Linked DNA regions of Hordeum vulgare: region 1 is linked to region 2. A link is a contact called in public Hi-C data. All regions are on one chromosome and are shown on one strand. The core of a region is the stretch at or near the end of the contact, and the rest is flanking DNA. Distances in the headings are between cores, read along the strand shown.

Region 1 (3,733 bases), core at 870-3,369, 100 kb after region 2:
TTTGAACCTTAATTTATAGCGTCCCCAGTTGCTTTCCCCAAGAACAATCTCTCCTACCCCTGCCAAATCTGAGAGAGAGTGATTGAGTGTTGAGGAGACTATATTTTGAAGCACAAGAGCAAGGAGTTCATTGTTCTACCACATTAATTACCTTTTGGAGGGTTGTGCCTCCTAGATTGGTTAGGTGTCGCTTGGGAGCCTCTCACTTCATGTTGTGGAGTTGAACCAAGATGTTTGTAAGGGCAGGGAGATCGCCTACTTCATGAAGATCAACCGTGAGTGAGGCTAGTCTTGTGTAGACAGAAGCTGTGGTGGCATGGACAAGGTCGCTTATTCGTGGACCCCTTGTGGGTGGAGCCCTTAGTGGACTCCCGCAGTCGTTACCCTCCGTGGGTTGAAGTCTCCACTAACATGGACGTACGATAGCGAACCTATTGAAACCTTGCCAAAAATTGTCGTGTCAACTTCTTTGTTTTTGATCTTCCTAAACTCTACTCCTTACTACACGTGCAGAGTCTGTACTTCCCAATACCATATTTGTTAGCGTGGTAGGGTGAAATAGACTTGTTAGAATCGCTAAAATCTGCCAACAACTAAAATTGGGAAAAGTCTAGGATTTTAATTAATGCAAGTAGTCTATTCACCCCCTCTAGACACCTCTTCTAATGATCCCACAAATTGTATCACAGCAAGGTCTCCATAACCTTGGTTTAAACAACATTGGTGGAAGATCGCCATGTCAACCTTTTGAGTTTGATCTCCCTACCTTACCCTCTACTTTACACTTGCATGTTTTACTTTCCGCTGCTATACTCTTAGATGTGCATGTGTAGGGTGTCGGGGCTATACCCGACTGTGTAACCTGGATTGAAATATGACCCGCCAAGGACTTGGCGACTCACCGGCGACTTAGCAGTGACCTGGCGGCGATTCATACTTGACCCCACAGGCGGCTAAGACAAATGAAGAAGGCCCGAGGCCCGGCGTACACCCTGGCATAAGACGGCTCATAGAGAGGCCAGAAGGGCCGACTCACAAGAGAAGGCCCAAGAAGAGGAGAGACTCCCTCAAAAAGGAAACAAGACCCGGATTAGGATTCTAGAGAGACTAGTCCTAATCCTACTCCTAGTAGGACTCTAAATGTAAACCCACCCCTTCCACTTATATAAGGAGGGGTAAGGTGCCCCAAGAGGGACATATTGACAACTTAGGTCTAGACAAGACAAATCATGAGATAGACAGATTAGACACCCACGAGATTAGAGGTGGCGAGTCTGCACCCTTTTAATCAAGATCATCATCTTCATCAATGAAACACAAGCAGGATGCACACTTTTACCTCCATTGACGGGGCCGAATCTGGGTAAACTCGCGTCTCTCGATTCCGACCAACCCCTCTCAAGCCGCCACATGGTAGCGATGGCTCCAAACCTAAGTCCATGCACGAGGACATATGCCGTGACAAAACCACGACATTTGATGTCCACCATGGGGCCGATGGCACGGTGGTATTGTGTTCTTGGAGGGAAATTTCTAGGGATCAAGGAGCTAGAGATTGTTCAGATGAAGAAGAGTCGGGGACTTGTCAATTATGAATTAGGGTTTGCTGTTCTGTACACTCGGATGCGACGACGATCTTTTGAAGCCTGAATAGAGGATCTATTTTTACTGTTTATATCGCGCGTCGCGAAGATGGTTAGGATTTTTTGCTGAGCCGCCGTACGCAGCGCCACTGCACCATCGACCAAGATCGATTCTATGGTGCATCTGGCATGCGAAATTATCTACTTCACCCAAGGCGTATCTGTTTGAGTTTGATGTGGAACCGTCAAAACCCATGGCTATAGAGCACTATAGCATCCGTAGAGGATTAGGCGACTGTTTCCTGAGATCAAATCGAAAGCAAAACAACATCCAGTATCGACATCGTGTACTGGCAGCTATTGGAAGAAAGACCACAGTCAGAGGCGGACTCGGTCCCGTTGCGCCCACAGCTGGCTTCGCCGCAAGCCGACCGCGACCTAGACACGGGCTCGCCACTCCGCTGCTGTTTGCCTCACCTCGCGTGTCTGCGCCTGCACGACTCCGTCACGCGCCCTACGCGTGTTGCTGTGCCGCCCTACCTGCGCTGCTCTGGCTCCACCCGAGTCGTCCATGGACTCACCCATTTGTTTCGCCTCGCCCCTGCCGTCCGCACGCGCCTCCGCTGTGGTGGCCTGCCCCGCTGTGTTCCATCTCCACAGCCATGGTTCCGTCGAGCCAGCTTCACCGCCACCACGGACTCGCCCCGGTGCGTCGGGTGCCCCGCCACACCACACCTGAGGCCGCTGCCTCGACCCGCCTTGCCCGCCGCGCCGTGACCTCGCCAGCTCTTCGCCACACCTCACCTCAACCGTGACCCGCCTGTGCCACTGTCGTGCTCCACCTCTCCCCCTGCGATGCCGCACCTGCCGTGACCACAAGGGCTCGCCCTGCTCCGGCTGCTCTTTTCTTCACGCACGCCTCGTCGTGCCTCGTCGCCTGTCCACTAGACGCGCCTCTGCCTACGGCCGCGCACCCGCGACACCCCTGGTGCTGCTGTCTATACCGCCCCATGCCTTGACGCACTCCTCTTTCGATTTCGGGCCGCCTCGCTCCGCGTCTGCTTGGCTATGCTGAATGCTTGCAGATGGCCTCATCCATACTTCCGACTCGCTCCGCCTTGCTCGCTTATGCCGCCGTGGCTTCGCTTCAACCAGAGGGAGACAACTAACATGCCACTTGGGTATTTAAATTGCGACATCTACAACCAAGGATACCAGGTGCTATTTACTCAATATTTTATGCTTACATTGCAAATTAATTCCATCAAGAAATTCTCTACTATTTCATATTATTTTGTCGTTGCAGATCTATCCTGGCAAGGGGTTATTTTCTGGCGTTCGTTGAGCCGTAAAAAGCATGGATAATATATTCTGATGGGGAGTTCTGGTCTACCTCGCCTCTAGTTTCGCGATGAAGGTCAGAGTCATACGCTTCGTCCGACCGCTCATGAAAATCTAAGCAGATGCCTCCATTGCAACTTGCGTCAACAGGAGTGACCTAAATTACTATACCAACCTTGCATCTAAACAAATTATCGAGACTAGCACAAGAATCAAATTCAGTTGAACCAAAGATGTTACCACGCCGCGTCCGTCTAGCGCGACCACACCAAATTAAAACTCCACGGTCAACTCTCACGTCCGCGCGACCAAGACGACTTATAATGACGCGGCGAACTTTCACGTCACACGGTCAAGATGGCTTACAACGCCGCAACCGATTCTTGCATTCGTATCTAATTGCCAGACGACTCTCACATTCAACTCAACCCGCTGGTGCAGTACTTGCCTGTACGAGCCGCCCAACAGACGGATACAAGATGTCGCCCTCGTGGTCTGGACGACATCAACCCACCGGTGCAGTGCTCTCTTATACGAGCCGTCCAACAGAAGCGCGCAAGTTGCTGCCCCCACGGTCCAATCTACATCAACATATCGGTGCAGTGCTCGCTTATACGAGCCGCCCAACAGACGCATGGAAGCTGTCGTCCCCATGATGTATTGGTCAATACTATCTACTTCAACATATCAAAAGAAATAGGAGAGGTTTTCATGAAGGAAACATCCCTGACGAAGCCACAATTTGAGCCAGCCATTATCGAACCGACAATTCAAAAACAACTACAAAGGAGAAGGAAAGTGATCCTCAC
Region 2 (4,024 bases), core at 1,354-3,853:
CGCGGTCAGCTCCAGCCAGTCCGCGGCCACCCACGCCGCGGCGAGGTTGTCCGGCGACAGCGCCACGTCAGCACCGTAGCAGGACGCCACGGCGTCGGCGAACGCCTCGACCGTGAGGCCCGCCGGTAGGTCCACGGCGATGTCGCTGCTCTCCGACAGCTGCCGCTTCAGGTAGCTGCTGTCCAACGTGATCGGGTCCTGGGAACAAACGTGGTAAAAGTGCGGAATCTGTAAATACATTTTGAACATCAAGATACACAAAGTACTCCTAGAACATTTGGATCGTTTAAGTTTAACTGTCGCTTAATTGAGTTAAAAGAAAAACTACTAGTACCATTTCATTTGTCACATCAATCTCTTGGCTGGCTAAAAAATAGCAGTATTAGTGTACGAAAAACCTTGTAAGCAACGAGCTGCGGCTAAGCTGAAAACAAAATGGCAGAATGTTCCCAACTGTGAAATCCAAATCCGAGCAAAGCAGTGCTACTACGATCAAGTTTAATACTACTACTCAGTACGACTCCATAAATAAATTTTGAAATGGTCCGTCCGTCTGATCGTCACATTTACTCAGATCTCCCTTCTGTCGGCCAGCATGAATGAAATGGGCGATACCTCTCGTCGCAGTACGTCGATACTGCATGGTCCCGATCGAGAAAGAGATTCATGCTACACCACTTGAATTTCCGGCAATATCGCCTGTAAATCTACGTCGAATTCAATACGCGAGCTGCCCCAACCCATGTGTTGGATCATACATTCATGTGTACTGGAGGGGCCAAAAGCCTAATCGCTACACGTATTCACCATTTTTACGTGAGATCTCCTCGACCTCTTATTGCAACACTCCTTACCATGTCAAAGTTCAGTTAAAACCAACACAGAGCACAGCAGGTGAAAGAGATGATGCAGGAGCAGGAACAAATATGCTACGGTCAATGTGCATGTAAAGCCAGGATGGCAGGCAGTAAACTTTTCTGAAGGCGCCAGTAACTCCTGCGACAGAGGTTACTGGAAGTTTACGATCGCTCCTGCTGCACGCATGCCAGTGCGCTAATCAAGGCAATGGAGTAAATGTGGTACAGAATCGTCCATCAATTATTGCCTGTTAGAACGCCATTGGTAGCTGTTGATCGTGGGGGCAGAGGCTCTGGCATTTGTCTACTTGGGGCACTTTTTGCCATGACGAAAATTTAAGCTAATCCAGAGGTTACTGAACTGTTTCCTGCAGGAATTTTACGCGAATTCGGGGAAGAATCCCATAATCCAAATGAGCATCTTATGTGGATCCCATTGTTCAGTGTGGTGCTACAGTGATAGTATTGGCCGACACCTAACAGGGAGAAGGGTACGCCCAAAGAATTCTCAGTGCAAGGTTGAAACTAAGAGCCAAGTTACCCGCAATCCCGCATTGTTATCTTTTTGAAAGTCCCATGGTGAACCTGCTATGGGCACTGCCAGGAGTACGCGGTAACTATTTTGTCAGTTACTCCTCGTTCCTTAGACCGTCACAAGAAACGTCTGACGACGTGGGCGTGGACTGCGCTATCATCTCTGCGCTGCGCACGTATCCAGCAGGGTTCGTATTGATTTGCCATAAATTAAAAAAATTCCTACTAACGGAAAACATGCAGCTGCAGCACGGTCTATACATTATTTTTCCCTATTGGTTAAAAGAAAATTGGCAGGAGTTACTAGTGCAGGAGACTAGGAGAAGTCGGTTCCGTTTTGCTCAGGTCTAGATGCCATAGGAGATCCCAAGGAAACGCTTGGCATGTGGTAAAAATCGACTAATATGGCAGTTTCGAAGAAGAAAGAAGTAATTCATCATCACTGCCGTCGATTTTTAACTGGGGTGGTGAATTTCTCTCTGAAGTGTTGGATCGTTCAAGAAAAGAAGGAAATGGACAGGCCAATGTTGGTATGTCTTACCCTGTGCAGATGGAAGCAGTGTTCTTGGACACGCACGATCACGTCCGGCTTGCGCAATCCATTCTCCCGCGACCTAATTGAAACACGGAGGCAAGAAACCGATCTCCAGTCAGTCAGATGATGCCGAATTCTAAACACCGCGTACGTCCTAGGATTCAAGGACAGATCACAACGAACTGAACTGTGACATTGACTGACACACATACCATCCTTGCACCGCGTTCCTGAGCGCCGGCGGGAGGGAGGAGGCGGACGGAGCCGCGGGCGAGCACGACGCCGACGTGGGCGCCGAGGAGGACATGGTGGGCGAGTTGAAGCAGTCCTCCGTTTCCTCCTCCTCCTCCTCCTCGTCTTCCTCCTCTTGGTCGTCCTCGTAGATGGTGTCGACGACGCCGAGCTCTTGCCAACTCCTGCCCATCTCCATGCCTGTTGGATCCTACTCCTTCTCGATCTCCGACTTCTTGTCCTATCTACCGCTACTACGACCCCTGTCCCTGTGGAGGAGGAGCGACGGCTGCCGCTGCGGCTCTTGTAGTCCTAGTACCGGGCGATGCCATTAGGGAGCCGGGTGTTGAATCGGGATGGCAATGAATGCGTGCATGTGGCTGGTAAATGCGGTGGCACCCCCCGCGTCCCCGATCGAGCGCTGTCCTTCGGTCTGCACCACTGCTCCTGCTCGTGTTTGTTTTGTTTTGTTTTGTTTTCGTCCTCCGTGGGGGTAAGGGGGTCGATCGTGGTCGTGGATGCAGCCCAGTCCATTTGTGTGAAGCCTGAGATTAACTGAAGTGGTTGCCGACACGGGTCTCGGGCCGTCCGATGGTGCAATGGATGGCCCAACTTGTCGCCCGCCACGAAGACACCAACGAATAAGGGGCCAACCATGGCTCGACCGACCGGTAGCTTCAAAATTTTCGTGTAAAAATTAAGTTACCCTTATCAAGAGTGTTACTGTTCGCACACGAACGCGTCATCGTGTACACCTGACACCGATCACGATATACACGATATGTTGTTGGAGGAGTCTTGTCGGGAGCACAATACACAGGACACGCCAACAAGGTCTTTTGAAGATCCGAATACCCACATGTCTGGAAAGGACGCCGTCAAGGTGCACGACAGTTATGGGATGCTCTAAGCTGACCTGGTCATCTCTTGGGCCTCTTTTTTTTTTGTTTTTTCATAACAGAGGCTCAAGACGAATCTAACTTTGAATGCACGAAGACATCAACTGGCCAGAAACTCTAGGGACTCCCGCATCACTGTCGTCAACCCCGAAGAACAACCAAGAATGAGGAAGGTAAAAACCAAGGTAAAGAAGAAAATGTAAAAGAAAACTCCTGTCGGCCGACCGATACCGACGCGGTGGCGTCTTTGGGTGCCGCCGAACCTTTCTGGAGGGCGTCAGGTCTACCCTTCCTCGCGCCTCGTCGTGTATTGGGGGAAACCCTTGGTAGCAACGTCGTCATCGTCGCAGTCCTTTTTGGATGTGTTGATTGGTACCGGCGCTTCGGAGTCGTGGAGCTTGGTGGAAGATCCTTGGTGGGCGCAGCGGTCGCGAGGCTTCTTCGTTTTTGTCGAAGTGTCAGTTTCGGCATTTGTTTATTTTGTATTTCCTTTTTCAATTATTTTGGGTGTGACTATGCTCCTTCCGCCCTAGCACCTATCAATGAATGTCTCGGTTGGTTGCTTTGTAATATAAAGTGGGGAAAACCCCTTTTCCGTGAGCTCCGGACTAAACCCGAAGGCTCAGGGATGCAAAATGGATAGAGTAACCCTCTTGTTCCAATTTTGCAGGGCGCATATGTTGTCAGATCACGATGGTGCAAAAAGCAGACTTGTTCTTCTCCAAGAGGTGAATAATTTTCATGTTCAACACTTCTCCATCGGAGGTCATCTTGAGATTGCACTAGTGCTCGTAAATCTGTAAAATATATTCAAAAGTCAATTTTCCCCATGAAAATGTGCCAACCTTCTGTTAAGGTCCGACGATTCCATGGAGGCTCTCGGGTGCAGAGGGTCCGGCCCAGCCCTCCGGATCCAAACTAATTTTTCTACAACCCAGTTTTGGATGTAACATTTGCACACGATTTAG

The links. A called contact is a pair of places that touch in the nucleus more often than the background predicts.
Region 1: a contact with region 2 is called in a Hi-C map of leaf, with 4 times the contacts expected there. The contact joins the enhancer-like site here to the promoter of LOC123429772 in region 2. A contact is called at or near these places in 2 of 6 Hi-C or Micro-C datasets (leaf and seedling).

What each region holds. Positions count from the first base shown.
Region 1 is chr2H:126,331,257-126,334,989 of MorexV3_pseudomolecules_assembly, forward strand. No RefSeq gene overlaps it. Among protein-coding and RNA genes, the nearest start is that of LOC123429772, 100 kb to the left of the region's middle. Within about 2 kb of position 2,120, at least 3 of the 3 cell types and tissues checked have open chromatin away from gene starts, as enhancers often do. A contact at or near this core is called in leaf and seedling, where this site is marked.
Region 2 is chr2H:126,228,703-126,232,726 of MorexV3_pseudomolecules_assembly, forward strand. LOC123429772 (BTB/POZ domain-containing protein At3g49900) reads right to left here and starts at 2,604. Exons shown (of 4, transcript XM_045113770.1): 1 at 2,139-2,604; 2 at 1,933-2,005; 3 at 1-198. The coding sequence starts at 2,356.